2 separate regions of the Mus musculus genome follow, and region 1 is linked to region 2. Evidence: chromatin contacts called from public ChIA-PET data. All regions are on one chromosome and are shown on one strand. The core of a region is the stretch at or near the end of the contact, and the rest is flanking DNA. Distances in the headings are between cores, read along the strand shown. Region 1 overlaps St6galnac5 (ST6 (alpha-N-acetyl-neuraminyl-2,3-beta-galactosyl-1,3)-N-acetylgalactosaminide alpha-2,6-sialyltransferase 5). Region 2 overlaps Ak5 (adenylate kinase 5).

Region 1 (5,020 bases), core at 2,314-4,813, 450 kb after region 2:
TCCTTTACAAAGTAGGTCCCAGGGATTCACCTCCAGTTGTGAGGCTTCAATGCCAAATCCTTCTACATTCTCTTAGTTTCCCTTTTTGTTACTGTGGTAAAAGACCTTGACCAGAGCACTTTAGTGGAAAAAGTGCTTACCTGGTTCACAGTTCTGGGCTACAGCCCATCCTTGTGGGAAAATCAAGGTGGCGTGGACTTGAAACAGCTAGTCATGGTACATCCGCTGTCAAGAGCCAAGAGCAACAAATCAGCACATCCCTGCTGGCGCTTAGTTCAGTTTCTCCACTCTGCCCAGGGGACAGTGTCACCCACAGTGACAAAGATAAGACCCCGCAGACCACAGACAGGGCCACAGCCCAACTTAATCCAGCCAGTCCTCCACTGAGACTCCCTTCGAGGTGATTCTAGGCTGCGCAGAATTGACAACCAACCGTCACTCGTGTTGTCTTCTCAGCCACCTGCTGAGATGTTGCCCATGCTATCACTTAATATTATTCTTAATGTTAAAGTTACAAACCTATGCATTTGAGTTGTTCTACTATTTTTAGTGTGTAGTATTATAAAAGCCTATACAGTAAAAACAAACAAACAAAAAACTAAGATAACTGACAACCAAACCCACCCACCCCTTGGTTCTCTCCCTGCAGGGCTGGTTTATTGCCTTTATCTTTATTCCTCTGAATGCTTTGAATTTTTTCTTGAATTATTGGTTTTGGCTACTAAGACCTGGCTCTTACAGCTCAGCTCAGGGTCTTAAAAGCTGAAAACAATTATTATCCATAAAGTTCTCAATCGAGCATCCTCAAGAACATGCTCTAAATGAACCTTGCTTGTCCTCCCCTTCTCTCCTGTAACACATAAGCACACACATGCCTGTACTCTTCCACACCCTGCTTTTCCTGTTTCCTGCCTTGTCACCTCAGGCAGCTTTTTGTCCCTCACTTTCTTCCTGGGTTGGCCCACAATGTCTGTCTCCCTCTGAAATGGCATTTGCATTCAGCTAGTTAGTATAACTGCTGCTGCGTCCAACACCTGACAGAAGTGACTGAAGAGGGGAGGGGTTTGTTGGGCGCCTGGTTCCATCTCTAAGGGCTGGGGAAACATGGTGGTGACCAGTCAGTCCATGTGAGGGTGTTTATGGCAGCAGCTGTCACACAGCATTGATGATAACCATCAAAGGCCTGCCTCCAGTGACCCACTTCCTCCAGACGTCCCTTCTGCCCTAATGTCATAAAGCCATCTAAAACAGCTGCCACCTGGGGACAGGTTCTTGATCACATGTGTGGTACTTTCGCATTAAAAACTATGACATGGTCCTGTGTGTGACTCTGCAGCCACTGCCCTCATTGAAGACCTCAAATTCTGCCTAAAGAAAGCTGTCAACTGTTGCTCTCAGTGTCACCTTTTGCTTCAGTGTGTCTTCCACGTGAGCTTTCCAACAGATGGACAGATGGATGGATAGAGTGAAAAGAATTGCCGAGAGGCCGAACTGGCTGAGTGGTGTTCTGAACACTGTTTTGGTTGGGATGAGCCTTAGTTCCCTGGGATTGTTAGTAAGGTGAATGTCATTGGTCAAGTGGCTCACGAGAAACACTTCAGACTGTTCTGAGAACCATCTAAGTCACTCATCGAATAGTAGTTAATGATAGATACAGCTAATTTTCCGAGATGATGGCATTCATGAATAGGTTGGAAATAGGTTGGCCTGTGTTTGTTGAATGAAAGATACACACATACATGAGTCTCTTATAACTGGTAGAGGAATCTCCTTCATACTTCCTATCTAAAAATCCTCTGCAAAGAAAGACACATGGAGAGCAGGGTGGGGTTTAGTGGATGGTTTTTTTTTTCCTACTTCTTTAGAGACCAAATACTGGATTGAATCTGGGGAAAGCTGTGCACTTTGGAGTGGCCAGGGACCTGGATATGTTGTGTGGTGATTGATGGTTGTCGGGGGAGGTCTTGAACTTTAAGGCGGTGCTATTCCCTCCTCAGGTCTCAGCTTCCTTCTAACGCTTCTGCTTCCATAATAATGCTTCCTGGCTCTGACGTCTTAAAGGGTTAGTGCAGAAGAAACCATTTTGGCTATTTTAGCAGAGAGTTCAGTGTTTGACGAGTCAGGTGATTTCTGGTCTTTGCTTTAGTGACAGCTCTCCTCAGACCCTCAGCTTCATCTGGTAAGAAGTGACCGGATGGATTTGGGAATGCTTATTGTTGAGCATGGGAGAAATGCTAAACATGGCATGTCGAGGAAATCAATCTAATACGCATATATTAAGAGAAGCAGGGCTTAATTGTACTCGTGGCTGCACCAGCAGGGGCTGGAGAGGGCTAGGCTTTATAGGCACCCACTGTTCTCTGTAACTTGAATTAAAAGGCATCAAAATGCCTTGGTCTACTGGTTGCTCTAGGCCTTTATTGGAAACCCTGAGTGTTTTTCTATAGATCCTAGCACCAGAGGTCTGTAGTTCTTGTGATAGCTTAGCAACCCAAGTTTTTGACCTGTGGGCAATTTCTCCTCTACAAGGGGGAAAAGAAAAGAAATTAACCAAATAATTTAAATCTAACAACAAAGTAATAAAATGCCAATTTCATTCTGAAGTTAATGGCATTACTTCAAGTTATTTAGCACTTCGTAGCAGAATAACTCGCCAACCTGCACTTTGCATATACATATTTATTGAATTCACCAAGAGTGTGCTCTGCACATTGACTGCCCATGATTTGTGCCTAAATAATAACTCCTGAATAGAACTCACTGCTTTATGGGTCTTTGGTGGGATTTTTGAAAAATAAATTCTGCACAAGGGGTGGCATTAAAAGGGAAAAAAAGAAATATAATGTGATTTTCCTCCTATGCAGGCACAGCGTTAGCTTCCTTTTATTAATCCGAGCAATGAAAATCACTTTGACACATTGTTGTTATTTATTATTTATTTTCACATCTTTCTTTAAAAGGCGGGGTGTGTCCATTTTAACACACTGCTAGAGTCTTCAGAGTCTGTGAGACTGAGTACACAGAACCAAGCCCAGGACGACACGCTGCGGAGCCAGCTCCTCACGCAACCATGTTTATTGCGTGCCCGCTGGCCTGGAGTGCAGAAGTAACTCCTATTAAATTAGCAATCAAGCAAAGCAAAGCTTGAGTCACAGAACAACCCAAAGCACAATGGGATGAACGTGGTGACGGCCAACTCCTTGAGTGCTGTGTATAGCTTTTAAATGTTACCTACAAATTTATAATGTCCCTGATTAGCTTGAAATGTCAAAATCGTAGCTGAAGACCCCACAGAGGATTTCTAAAGGGCGAGGTGCCTTTCCTTTCTTTCTTTTTCTTTTTGCTTTGCTTTCTTCTTTTCCCTCCTCTAGATTCGTCAGAACTAGCTAGCAAAAGCTCCCCGCTTAGCCTGCTAATGACTATCAGAAATATTCACAGTGTTCCCTGGGTTTCTTCTCTTCTCGCGTGGTCAGGCTTTAACATGCAGTCCTTAGTCTCAGCCTAATTACTCACATTTGAAGCGGGAACCTCACATCTGTCACAAAGCTCTTAGGCCACTTTTAGGAAGGCCTTGCTGTCAACAACAGGAAGTGGGAGGAGGGGTTGGGGGTGGACTCTCTTATCTCAGACAATATGTGGAATTGCACCTGACTGACAAAGCCACTGAAGAAGCTGGTGATAATATTATTACAGTAGCTACCATATGTCTTACATCAAATGCGGCTCTAGCTTTATCATTTTCACTGGGGCTCTCTAGAAGGAGATGGGAGAGAGCTGCCGCAGAGATCTGGCTCTCCACTGAAATGCAGGCTTCCTGCTCCTCTATAAAGGAAACAACTAAAACTCCATTTGCATCAAGAACCGAGAGCCCTAGGTTAATTACAGGTAAGGGTATGTTTACATTCCCCAGGGCTAGCTACTGACAGGTTTTATTTCTGAGGGAAAAAAAAAAATGCTGCTGCAGTTTGACTAAATCCACAGGTCTTTTTTTTTTTTTCCACTCTTAAAATTCTGTGTGGCCGAAAGGAACCCATCACTCAAAGATCTTTCAAAGGTAACCTGGAAAACCTTCATTTTCCAGAGTCTGAATGCAGTTAGAGAACCCAAAGTTCAGACCCGGAAGCCTAAACAAAAGAAGACATGGGAGGTCGATACCTTTGTGAGGCTCAAAAGAGGGCGGGTGGCCTCGGGGCATGATGATGGTGACATAATCGGCCAATTAAAACCTTGAGACAAAGTCTGAGCCATACAGGTGCAGAGCCCAGGATGCTGTGAGCTAAGACTAGTCAGCCGGACAATAGTATCAAAGAGCTAACTTCCCAGGTGGGTAACATGCTTGCTTTGAAAGGACCAGGACACGTGCTAGATCCCAGAACAGATGTAAAAAGTAGGGAGAGGCAATGTGCACTTGCAATCCAGCACACAGGGAGACGGAGACAGGCGGGTCGCTGGGGCTGACTAACAAACCTCTTCAAGGCCAGTGAGAGGACTTGTTACAAAGAAACAAACAAAAAGATGGGTGTTATCTGAGGTATGACTGCTAAGGTTGTCCTCTGATCGCCACATACACACACCACTTCCCACATCTGCAAGGCTTCTAGCTTCATCCCTTTCTTTTCTTTCTTCCTCCCTCTCTCCCTCTTCCCCTCCCTGCTGTGGATGGCTCTATGCTGCTTGCTCTCTCAGGACAGTAATGTACTCAGGTGGCTTCTTGTGAACCAATCCTCTAATGAATAAAGGAGCCAATCACTGGGCGAGTAGGCGGGACTTCCGGGTTGGACTGAAGAAGAGGGCAAAGCAGGAGAGAGTTAGGTCCTCTTTGGAACAGACTGCAGAGGGGTAAGGTGTAGCTGTTAGAGTTTCCCAGGCCATTGCCCACCAGCCAGCCAAGAGTTAGAGGCACAAGTGCGGGAGCATGATGGTTCTTCATTTTTTAATATTTCCCACAGCACCGCCCTCCCTCTTTTCCTCTCCCTCTTCCTCCCCTCCCTCTCTCCCTCTTTTCCTCCCCCTCTTCCTC
Region 2 (5,201 bases), core at 1,279-3,778:
CATTTTTGTTTTTGTGTATGCCACATGTGCTCTGGATGCTCTCAGAGGCCAGAAGGGGGTGTCAGATATCCTGGAGCTGTAGTTACAAGGGGTTGTGCGCTGTCTGGTGTAAGTGCTAGTAACTGAACTGTGGCCTCTGGAAGGAGAGTGAGCCCTCTTAACCCTTGAGCCATCTCTCCAGCCTCCTAAACCTCCCCCTGCCCCAAGTCAAGGTTTCTCTGTGTAGCCCTGGCTGTTCTGGAACTAATGCTGTAGATCAGGCTGGCCTCAGTCTCAGAGATCCTCCTGCCCATGCCTCCTGAGTGCTGGGATTAGAGGTGTGGGCCACCATACCTGGACTCCCCTCCCCCCCTCCAGCCCGGTAATATTTGAGGAAATAGCTTTTTCATGGCACTTATGTCAAGAGTCTTCCTCTGTGGGCACGGTCTTTGTTCAATTTAAATTTGAGGCAAGCAACCACTTTGGAAGCTTCATGTGTGGTTCCTGCTTGCCTGCTCAGTTGGCATTGGGATCCCCTGAAGTTACACTGCTAGCAGTTTATAAAAGACTGACTTTGCAAACATACAGACATCTCACTTGAAGGCCACTGGGTCAGTAGTGACATGGGGAGCTGAAACTATCCAGCCACCAGTTAGACACTTCCAGCTAGTGAGGACCGATGGGGCCTCAGACCACATCTGAACCCTGACTCAGGGAATTCTGATAGTAACCACTGAGCCACACTGCCCAGGTTCTGGGCAGAGGAGAAAGGCATGATGGGTCAGGAATGTTGGAGAGTTGTGTGGAAGGTGAGGGAAGCGCCTTGTGCATGCTCCTCTGCAGCAGACTGTAAGCTCACCAGCATGGAAAGACAGACAGACAGGGGCACCAAACCTTTTGACACTGTGACGTAATGTCTGTAGCAGTCCTGGGATGTGTGTGGCCAGTGGGCTGTTGGTTGGATCCCCAGGAGTGCCTCCCATGGCTTAACATGGTTTGTAACTCCATGGGCATCCATGCTGGGATCTGCCATCAGATCTAGCTTTAAAAGCTACAAAACGGGGACTTTTGGGATAGCATTGGAAATGTAATTGAAGAAAATACATAATAAAAAAAATAAAAAATAAATAAAAAAAAATAAAAGCTACAAAATGAAGTTTGAATTATGGAGAACTTCATAATGAAGAACTCGGATTATGGTTTTATTATTGCTTTTCCTTAGCGAGGGGCTGGAATAAGAGACACCTGTATTTACAATCCATTGTGTTCTTGACTGCATGGGAGACTCAGAAAACTCTACATCTCTCAGTGAACATTCTAAAAAAGACCTCTATACCCCGAACATCTAAGCTGGGGCGTGGCCTGCACTGCTGTTCCTCTGTCCTCAGCAAAGGTGGCTGTGACATCCTCTGCAGGGGTATGCATCACTCAGAAGCCAGTTACAGTCATCTGCTTGCATGTCTGCTTGTTTCTGCTATTGTTTGCACTTATACACAGATCTGTCACAAGGCTTCCCCCCTCCCCCCCATCTACCTTCTTGCACGTCCATCTTTGCTGACTGGATCATGAAGCGTTTTTTTTTTTTTTTTTGACTAATTAAGAAATATATATATTTTTAATTTTATGTAGCATGTGTATGTGTGTGCCTGTTTGCTTATATGATGAGCACCATGTACGTGTGCCTGGTGCCCACAGAGTCCAGAGGGGGAGTTGGGTACCTGGTATCTAGAGTTCCTGGAAGTTGTGAGGCACCCTGTGGGTTCTGGGAACCAAATTCAGGTCCTCTTTGAAAGCAGCTATTGTTCTTAACCACTGAGCCATCTCTCTAGACCCCTTGGCTCTAGTTAAAGTGGGGGCTAGGCAACGGAGGAACTCCTGAGGGGAGCTTGATGAAGCAAACTCAAGGGTAGATGAAACCCAAGGTTTTATCGCCTTCATCCCTGTGGCCTTGCTAGAAGGTGATGGAACTGGGTGACCCCAAAAGCTGTGTGGTTGGGGCGAGGGTACAGCAAACTTCTGCAAGCGCCTATATTAGGTATCCTGCACAGAGAGGTGCAACCGTGCACTTGCTTGGCCCTCCAAACCCCAGGAATGGCATTCCTCTTACTCTATTCACTGAAAAGGTCACTCCACTTTTTAAAAACATCAACTCAAAGAATTCAGATGAAAATACTGCAGAATAAAACAGTAGCCACGCACACCTGACTTTCTTGGAGGTTTGGTGTCAGTCTTAGTGTAACAAATATGGTCACTTGCCTAGACTTGGAGAGTTGCAGGCAAGGTATACAGTATGTACCATAGGGCCTGGCCCAAGCAGGTCACCGTCTGGCAGCTGCAGTAGTGGGTAGTTACTGGTTCTTGTGACAGCTGGTAGCCCTGAGCCACTAAGGAGGGCACAAAGTCGGGGATGGCACAGTGTTATGGAGGGTGGCAAGCATTCTGGATCCTGTCCTCGCAGCATCTCTCCCCTCTTCTGTGCCTATGTAACTCTATTCCCTGCCCAGGGGCCACTGCCCTTCTCTCTCAGGCTGTGTGGCTCTGGTGGTGTGCCGCCTGCCCCCTACTGGCTCCTGTAGGCTGGGTCTATTAGCAGAGTCCTTGTTAAAGTGAAGGAAGCAGCAGTGGGTCTTTTGTGGGGCACTCTGCCACCCCAAGGCAGACTTAGTTTTCTGCGAGGTCATTGAAATGAGAGGAGAGAAGCCTGGAGCAGGAAGAGAAATGAGCAACACAGAGAGGAACAGGCAGAGGTGGAGAGAACCAAAGAGGCACCGGCGGCTCCGCTCCCCACACCCGGCCGAGCCCGACTGCTGCTGCTTCCTCGCTAGACCGGTCATTCCTGCCCTAGTTTTGTATTTCGTCTTCGGAAAAAAAAAGAGTTTACGTTTCCGCTTTTGGTAACGCCAAGATCTGGACAGTGTTACTGGGTAAGAGGCGGCTTTGCGTGTACCCCCTAAGCTGAGTGCTGTCCTTGTGCCCCGATTGGGCACTGCTAACATCAGCTCACCCTTCGTCCAAACTCTTCCCCTTGCTTCACTTCCCGGGGGTAGCCGTCAATCAGGAAGCCCTTGGTGTTGCCCAGGCTGGCCACCATGGCCTCCTTCAGCAGCTCCAGAACGACACCCTACAGCAGAGAGAGTGGTCAGTATGGGGCCTAGCGGCACCCCCAAATCACAATAAATGTGACTCCTCAGACATTCTTCTGGGAGGGGAGGATGTGGCAAGATTAATAGCAGATCTCTTGGACTAACCTGCCTCCCCCCGCCCCCCCATGTCTGCAGTGAGTCTTTCAGTCTTTCAGGTCTTTCAGTCAGTACTGGGTTCCACCGGGAGGGTTTTCCTTTCTGGTCTGTCCTTTCTGCTGTTATCTCACTAGAAAGACTTCAGCATCTTACACCCCATGAGACATGTTCCACGTGTCTTGTTCCACACAGTAGCAGCTGATGGACCAGGCATCGTGGCAGGTTAGGAGCAAATGAAACGCTGCTGGCGGCGTTCTCCCAGTAAACATTATGCAAAACTTGACATGTGCTAACTTGAGAAAACTTTTAGACCAGAGAACTATTTTCTACCAACACGATTTTGCCTTTAAAAAGATTGATTAAACAAGTGTGCAAGGTAAGGAAAGAACAGTGCAGTGTGGGGAGGGGCCTTGGGAGGAGTGTGAGGAAAAGAGACCTCCTTCCCTAGGGGAGGGGCCTGTGGGCGGGGTGGGAGGAGACCTCCTTCTCTAGGGGAGGGGCCTGTGGGCGGGGTGGGAGGAGACCTCCTTCTCTAGGGGAGGGGCCTGTGGGCGGGGTGGGAGGAGACCTCCTTCTCTAGGGGAGGGGCCTGTGGGCGGGGTGGGAGGAGACCTCCTTCCCTAGGGGTGGGGCCTGTGGGCGGGGTGGGAGGAGACCTCCTTCTCTAGTGTTTGGCAGGAGCCTGGGGAACGCAGAAGTCGCAGGCATGGCCAGAACCCTTCCTTAAAGAATTGTGAATTAACTCTCCATCTAATTCACAGTCTAATGAGGAAGGCAGACAATGATAAACGAATATACTCTAGCTAAGGATAGCAGGCACGGCAGAGCAGGACAAAGGGCCAGAGTAGGGGGGGGGTTGCTGTTTTCTAGAGGGGAGGGGGCTCCGTTAAGTTGTGACTAGGCAGAGCTCTGTAGGAGGCAGAAAGGTCAACTAGAAATGGGCGATGGAGAGGACTCAGGCTAAAGAGCCAGCAAATGGATGGACCTGGAGGGCATCATCCTGAGTGAGGTAACCCAATCACAAAAGAACTCACACAGTATGTACTCACTGATAAGTGGATATTAGCCCAGAAACTTAGAATACCCAAGATATAAGATACAATTTGCTAAACACATGAAACTCAAGAAGAACGAAGACCAAAGTGTGGACACTTTGCCCCTTCTTAGAATTGGGAACAAAACACCCATGGAAGGAGTCACAGAGACACAGTTTGGAGCTGAGACAAAAGGATGGACCATGTAGAGACTGCCATATCCAGGGATCCACCCCATAATCAGCATCCAAACGCTGACACCATTGCATACACTAGCAAGATTTTATCGAAAGGACCCAGATATAGCTGTCTCTTGTGAGGCTATGCTGGGGCCTAGCAAACACAGAAGTAGATGCTCACAGTCAGCTATTGGATGGATCACAGGGCCCCCAATGGAGGAGCTAGAGAAAATACCCAAGGAGTTAAAGGGATCTGCAACCCTATAGGTGGAACAACAATATGAACTAACCAGTACCCCAGAGCTCATGTCTCTAGCTGCATATGTATCAGTAGATGGCCTAGTTGGCCATCAGTGGAAAGAGAGGCCCCTTGGTCTTGCAAACTTTATATGCCTCAGTATAGGGGAACGCCAGGGCCAAGAAGTGGGAGTGGGTGGGTGGGGGAGTGGGTGGGGGATCGGGTGGGGGACTTTTGGGATAGCATTGGAAATGTAAATGAAATAAATACCTAATAAAAAAACCCCATAAAACAAAAAATAAATGGGAAAAAAAAGCCATCATGGAGAGCCCAAGGCGGCAATAGCCTGACCCGAGGAAGAAGCCATAGGAGGCAGCAAGGTGAGTGCCGGATGGGCACTACTTGATAAAAATCTTTATTTTGGGGGATGGAGACAAGGCTCAGTGGCTACGAGCACTTGCTATGAGAACAGAAGAACCTGAATTCAAATTCCCAGTATCCACATTACAAAGCCGGGCACAGCAGCAAGTGT

The links. ChIA-PET counts read pairs in DNA pulled down with a chosen protein or histone mark.
Region 1: an RNA polymerase II ChIA-PET map of memory CD8 T cells shows a contact between it and region 2, with 17 read pairs. The contact joins two enhancer-like sites. A contact is called at or near these places in 1 of 115 datasets of contacts at active chromatin or transcription factors (memory CD8 T cells) and 1 of 9 other capture datasets (embryonic stem cells).

The regions. Positions count from the first base shown.
Region 1 is chr3:152,925,233-152,930,252 of GRCm38.p6, forward strand. The region is part of intron 2 of St6galnac5 (ST6 (alpha-N-acetyl-neuraminyl-2,3-beta-galactosyl-1,3)-N-acetylgalactosaminide alpha-2,6-sialyltransferase 5); the gene reads right to left. All of the region lies in intron 2 of Gm46830 (a long non-coding RNA gene), which reads left to right. Among named protein-coding and RNA genes, the nearest start is that of Gm46830, 28 kb to the left of the region's middle. Within about 2 kb of position 3,564, at least 80 of the 459 cell types and tissues checked have an H3K27ac peak or open chromatin away from gene starts, as enhancers often do. A contact at or near this core is called in memory CD8 T cells, where this site is marked.
Region 2 is chr3:152,475,358-152,480,558 of GRCm38.p6, forward strand. Ak5 (adenylate kinase 5) reads right to left here. Exons shown (of 14, transcript NM_001081277.2): 12 at 2,984-3,100. Among named protein-coding and RNA genes, the nearest start is that of 3110067G11Rik, 12 kb to the right of the region's middle. Within about 2 kb of position 2,529, at least 264 of the 459 cell types and tissues checked have an H3K27ac peak or open chromatin away from gene starts, as enhancers often do. A contact at or near this core is called in memory CD8 T cells, where this site is marked.